2 separate regions of the Oryctolagus cuniculus genome follow, and region 1 is linked to region 2. The links are chromatin contacts, called in public Micro-C maps. All regions are on one chromosome and are shown on one strand. The core of a region is the stretch at or near the end of the contact, and the rest is flanking DNA. Distances in the headings are between cores, read along the strand shown. Region 1 holds the start of LRRC8B (leucine rich repeat containing 8 VRAC subunit B). Region 2 holds the start of LRRC8D (leucine rich repeat containing 8 VRAC subunit D).

Region 1 (3,254 bases), core at 352-2,851, 340 kb before region 2:
GAGCATTTTGAAGTACCCTCATATGCCATAGCAAAAAACAACAACAACAAACCAGGAGAAACAGCTATGTGGGGCTCTTACTTCAGAAAGAGATTCCGAGATACGATATCACAAATTTGGAAGTCTTCTTTCTCCATGGAATCAATGTTGTCACCTTGACGGGTGTTTAAGAATTAAATTAAAATAAAAATAACATTTATATGTTACGTGTCCGAGGTTTACCTAGAAATATTACTGTTTGAAATTGGTTGCTTTAACTATCAGCTAATGGTAAATTGGGTTGCCAAGCATTGAAGTCATTTTTGTATTCACATCATCATTGGATTGAAATGTTGAAGGCATATCTGGTTATAATCTCTTAAGTCTGAGTTTAGGGAAGGTAAGTAACTACCCCAAGTCATATAGGCTGTTAACTGCTGTGATGGAAGAATGGATCATCTGCTCAGGGATTTGGCGGGGGGAGGAATATTCCTTTCCAAACATTCAGAAACACGTACAAAACGGATGTTTTCAAGTTTCAATATCATAACTTTACAATCTGTATCTACTACCACTTTTTTCTTTGTTTCATTTACAAGGAATATACCTATATGTGACCCATCTCCAGATGGTGAGCAGTTTGGGAACCAAACACAAATGTAAGTTAGATTTAGATCTGTGCATACACAGTAGCTCACACGCATGGCTCAACAAAAACTTGAATGACCAAATGAAGGCATGTTCTTCCAGCTTCTCCCCCGAGACGCAGGAAGACGACAGCCGCCAACCTAGAATTCAGCAGACAAGGAAACAACAAGAGACCCACAGGCAGCCTTCTTGCTACCTCTCAGAGTGATTCAAATTGTAGTTCTAATCTCAACAGTCTATGTGGGACACCGCCCGTCTCATGTAACTCGGGACTGCGTTTTCTTTACTCCCATTTACAAAACCTGATCAGATGTCCCTAATGCTAAGTCTTTTATACTCTATTCCTTTGGGAGGTCCCTTGCAAAGTTTTACTTTATAAAGAGAGATGTCGTTGCCATAGCAACTAAGATATTTAATCTTGCCTAATTGAATCGTTGTATTGCAAATGGGAGCTTGGGCAGAGGCCGAGTTAAAATGGAGTGTAAGTGGAGGACACAAAATATCAAGTCCCCTTAATTCCTGGGGTTTGGATTAATGTTGTTTTCTGGTGAGGCGTATTGTTACTGTTCAAACTCCAGGCACTTAACCCTAGAGGGAAGTGGGTTGGGCGCTAGCCATGGTGCACCTGCAGTTGATTAGCCACAACGTAGGTCATGAGTGTAGTCTCCCAGGTCGCCCCCTCTCATCTCAAGGATCAGCACACCTGGGAGGGGCGGATGACACTGGAGGCCAGAACTGAATTTAGGCAGCTTAGTGCGGTACAACTGTAAAACCCTCCCTCCCAGGGGCTCGGCCTAGGGACTTCAGAGTCCAAGAGGCGGGTTCCCGCGCTGCTCCCGAGCCTTTCTTCAAGGCCCCAGCGCACGTTATGTAAATAACAAGTTGCTCGGGCGCACACGTGAGAAGGCGGGAACCCGACCCGCGCACAAGCACACCGGGTGCGGCCAAAGTCACTGGCGTGGCGGCGCCAGGGGACGGACCTGGGCCCCTCTCGCTCCCTCCGCTGGCAGCAGCCCAGCGTCCCCCGCGAGGCGCGCGGCTGGGCCAGGGGACTCGGCGGCCACATGGCGCGCTCGGGGAGATGGCTGCGCTTTGTTCCCAGCAGCGACGGGTGAGTCACCGGCCCCCGCCACCGCAAAGCTGGGCAAAACCTCGCGCCCAGAGCGAGCAGACAGTTTCACAGCAGGAGCAACTATCCCAGCGGCCGCGGCTGCTTCCTCTTCGTCCTGCTCCTCGTCCTCCTCCGCCTCCGCGGCAGCCACGGCCACCGCCGCCGCCACCACCGCCGAGGCCGTGCCGCCGCCCCTACCTCGGCCCGGCCCCTCCTCCTCCGCGCGCGAACTCAGTCAGCGGTTCGCGCCGCCGCGCGCCCATTGGCCGCTGGAACGCGCCGCGTCACAATGGAGCCGCTCGGAGGCGGCGAGCTGGGCAGCGCCGGGGCTTCCCGCTGAGCCCGCAGCCGCCGGCAGCCGGCAAAGTGCGGGCGCCGGGCCGCCGCCGGCGGGCCCGGAGGCGCGCAGGGTGCCCGCCACGGTTCGCTCCGGCGCCCTGGGGTTGGAGTCGCACAGGTAGGTCGGAGCGTGACACCGCGGCGTGTGGAGGAGGAGCCGAGCCCACCGAGGCGGTGGAGGAGGAGGACGGGGATAGGAGACGCAGCAGGTGGGGTTGGGAGAGCAGGTGCGGTTACCTGTCTGCACCTCACCTGCGTGCCTGGTTGCGGACGGGTGGCGCGGCCGGAGACGTTGAGTGGCGGTTTCGTTGCTCCCTTGTCTCCGGGAAAGAAGGAGCGATACCCGCTGAGGGAAGCTTTCCCGGGTGCTAGGGTCATCTGGGGCGAAAAGAGTGGGTGGGCGGCCCCCTCTGTCCTCTGGTAGCCTTGGCGCTGCACCTGTGCGAGTCCTCGGGCGGGGCGGAGAAAGGGTTCTGCTTTCCCAGGCTGGAGCCTCGCCCAGGTGAGCGGACCTCCGTCCAGGGTGTCCACTTGTGGTCGCTGTCGTTTGCCCCCTGCCCTGGCGCTGTTTGTTGGCAAACATTCTGTGTTCTCCTATACTAGTTACTCGTCTAAGGTTTGGTGCTGGCGTTGGGCATTCGTTTGACGGGGGGCGGGGAAAGAGGGCAACGGATTCCCATTTAAAGAGAGGCACAGGAGTTTCCTCCCCTTGGGCTACAGTTGAGCAGGTGTTGAGAGGTCCGGAGGAAGGAGGTGCAGGGTTGGCTCATTACTCTGCGTCCTCCAGGTGGCATTTGTGAAAAGGTATTTGTGGTCAGGACTCTCCTAGCACTCTCTACCGCCTGCCTCCACGCCCAAGAGCAAACCTAACACCGGTGTGTGAACTTCCTTGAAAATAAATTCACCTTGCCTAGACACTTAAACACCTAGCTGTAAAAGGATACCAGTATGAAAAACATTACATTGTAAATCTGTAGGCAACTTAAAATAGGCAATTGGTTGGACACATACTGAGACATTAAGCAGTGTGTGTCTTTATCAGGCTTTCTCCTGAACCTAAGAACAGGACCCGAAGCTTGGAACAGAAGTCACACTGCAGTATCATTATTTAACAATTTGGTACTCCCCATGGGTACAAGGGACACTTCCAGAGAACCAAAAATGCGGGTGCCAAGGT
Region 2 (3,239 bases), core at 729-3,228:
TTCGCATAGCAGACTGATGTATGAAAATGATCTTCTTAAGGATTTTGTTTATCATTTTTCTGATTATCAAAGTCATATGTGCCCAATATAAAAATAATCAAAATATAGAACTGCATAATAGAAAGCAAGGAGCCCTGGTAATCCCACACCCAGAGATAACCACTATTCCCAGCTGCTTCCAGATTTCTTATAAGCCTATATTTAATAGCATGTATATGCTAACACATAAAAGTGGATCGTACCACTCATGTTGCGCTGTAGCTTGCCTTTCTCACTTAACTATTTTGGATCCTGCCATGCGGGTACACATGCCGCTAGCTTATTGTTTGCAAAAGGCGTCTTAAGGTCTCCTTCCACAGAAGTGGCATAACTTGCAGTTCTTTACTGGGGCTGTGTTAGGTATTTCTCCACTATTACATACTTCCATTATCAGAAACAAAAATATATGGGCCACATCTTTTTGTACATATTGATAAATATTTCAGAGATTGTTTTTGCACAAATAGGCCCACAATATAAATTCATAGCTGCGGAATTACCTGTTCAAGAGAGCACAGCATGTGGCGTGCCTTTTGTCCTCCCAAGGGATTTCTCTAGTGTACTCTAGGATTTACGAAGTGTCTGTTTTGCCATATTTGACTGTTTTCCGAGTGTTGCTTTCTTCTCCACTTATACCAATCTTTTTTTTTTTAGATTTATTTTATTTATTTATTTGAAAGAGTTACACAGAGAGAAAAGAGGCAGAGAGAGAGAGAGGGAGAGAGTGAGTGAGAGAGGGAGAGAGAGAGAGAGGGAAAGAGAGAGGTCTTCCATCCAATGATTAACTCCCCAGATGGCCGCAATGGCCAGAGCAGTGCTGATCCAAAGCCAGGAGCCAGGAGCTTCCTCCAGGTCTCCCACGTGGGTGCAGGGGCCCAAGGACTTGGGCCATCTTCTACTGCTATCCCAGGTCACAGCAGAGAGCTGGATTGGAAGAGGAGCAGCCAGGACATGAACCAGTGCCCATATGGGATGCCTGCACTTCAGGCCAGGGCTTTAACCCACTGTGCCACAGCGCCAGCCCCTACCAATCTTTTTAGTATTGATTTATTTGTTTGAAAGGCAGATGAAGATAGATTGAGGAAAAGATCAAGATCTTCTATCCTCTGGTTCACTCCTCCAAAGCATACAACAGCTGGAACTGGGCCAAGCCAAGGCCAGAAGCCCAGAACTCCAGGTGGGTCATCAGCTGCCAACTTCCTGGGCACATTGGCAGGAAGCTGGATAGAGCAACAGTGACTCCCAACTGGTACTCTGATGTGGGATGCAGGCATCCCAAGTGGTGGCTTATTCTGCTGTGTCACATGTCTGGCCCCACTTACACCAATCTTGAATCCTTTTTCAAATGCAGGATCACAGTTGAAAACACAGGTAAGAACATACGTGGAGGAAGATACACCTGAGGTGTTTTGTTTTGTTTTGTCTTTTTCTTTTTTGCAAAATGCAAACATTCCAAATTAATTGTGAGACATTTTCAATCAAAATATCTGAATTGTGCCCCCCCCCCCCCCAATCAGCAAATCTGACTCTGGGATTAAATCACCAGGCACGCAGTCTCTCCTTGGCAGACTTCGGGGACTAGGAGAGCCTGCTGGCATGAGGGACAGGGATGGAAAGTGGTGAGAAAGCCGTGGTGAGGGCAGAGGGCTCACATCTGGTGGCCTCTGCTGCCTGGCCCGGGCAGTCCCGTGAATGCATCCTGCACCCCTCTGTGCAGGGTCTCCCGGCCCGTGGTGCTGCTCTTCCAGCACCAGGTGTTCCCCACCACGGGTTACCTCCCCCTGAAGACTTGCCCCAAGTCCCAGAAAACCATTCACTTCAATGCCTCACTCTGCTGGAACCCACGTGTTCCCGAGTTCCTGTAACACTGTGCGGCTTGCCTGTTAAGAACACTTAGGTGCCGCGTAAATACTGAATGAGCGTTTGCTGACATGGAGAGATCTCGGGACCAGGGAAATGAGACTTCCCGCCGTGCACAGAAAGCCAGGGATTCAGATAAAAGGAGATTGTTGACCCACGGGGCTGAGCCAGTTGTTTCGCCTGACTTTCTTGGCCCCTGCCTCCCCCCTACCCCGCCCCGACAAGAGAGACCGCCAGGGACGAACAGAAAGGGGGGAAAGCGGCGGGTTGGAAAACCCCTCTCAGCAAAGAACCACCTCCTCACCCGCCTGCTTCAGATGTAAGACATTTTCAGGGACAAGGAACGGGGAGAAAGAGGCAGACTCAGATGAAAACAAGAACTGTTTCTCCAGCACCGCTTTTTAATAGCAGAGGCAGAACTAACGACGCCGACAAACTGTTTATGCCCCCAACCCCGGCTACTTTCTCTTTAGAGCTGGAAGGCGCTTCGGAGACTTTTGACTTACTCCTCCCCGCCCCACCCCGGTCTTAAAAGCAGAGTTTAAGTCTGCAGAATAGACTTGGGTGAAGGCTCCTGAGCCGCAACAGCGCCTGCCTGGCACTGAGCCCTGCCCAGGTGGGCGTTTGATAGGTGAGTATTAGTGCGACGGCGACCTATGGCTGCCATGCTTCCCCGCCCCTTGCACCTGCTCCGCGTCCGGCGGTCTCTAGCTGCCAGCCCCTAACGTTCCCAATCTCGGGCCGCCTCCCTCATCAGACAGCCCCCCTCGGGTCAGCCCGGCCGCCCGGCTGCGGAAGCCGCACGACCCCCGGCGGGCGCGGCAGGGCCAAGGGGAAAGCGCTCGCAATCACATGGAGGCCCGGGCCCGCGCCATTGGCTGCGGCCGGGCCAGTCGCGGCGCTCGCCGGCTGCGGTTGGTCCCAGAGCTGCAGCGCTTGCACGGGCCCGGAGTCCATGTTACGCTTTGTCTAATTCCCCTCGTTACAGAGTCATGTGCTGCTGCTCCCGTCGCCGCCGCTGCCGCCGCCCGTGGTGCCCCGGCTCCTCTGCCGCGCTTCCAGGTGGCAGCCGCGGGCGGGCCAGCGAGAGCAGGGTCCAGGGCGCCGCGCGCCTTCGCCGCCCCGGCGCGTCCCGGTGCAGCCGCCGCCCGCCGCAGGTGATGCCGCCACCTCCCCCCTCAGCATAAGCCCCGGCTCGGCGGCCGAGCTGCCCGGGCTGCCCGCCCAGGTTGGTGCGCACCTCTCCGGGAAGGGGCCGGGGGCTGCGAGGGAGGGCGACGCGCGGGTGGAGCCACGCCGGAGCCGAAGCGCGTGGCCCGGCGCAGCGTCCCGCCCGGCTG

What was found. Hi-C and Micro-C count contacts between places; a contact is called where the count stands out from the background.
Region 1: a contact with region 2 is called in a Micro-C map of ear pinna, with 4 times the contacts expected there. The contact joins the promoter of LRRC8B here to the promoter of LRRC8D in region 2. A contact is called at or near these places in 2 of 6 Hi-C or Micro-C datasets (ear pinna and psoas muscle).

The regions. Positions count from the first base shown.
Region 1 is chr7:81,194,358-81,197,611 of mOryCun1.1, reverse strand. It overlaps LRRC8B (leucine rich repeat containing 8 VRAC subunit B), which reads left to right and starts at 1,601. Exons shown (of 5, transcript XM_017346108.3): 1 at 1,601-1,738.
Region 2 is chr7:80,850,907-80,854,145 of mOryCun1.1, reverse strand. LRRC8D (leucine rich repeat containing 8 VRAC subunit D) reads left to right here and starts at 1,978. Exons shown (of 3, transcript XM_051856259.2): 1 at 1,978-2,530.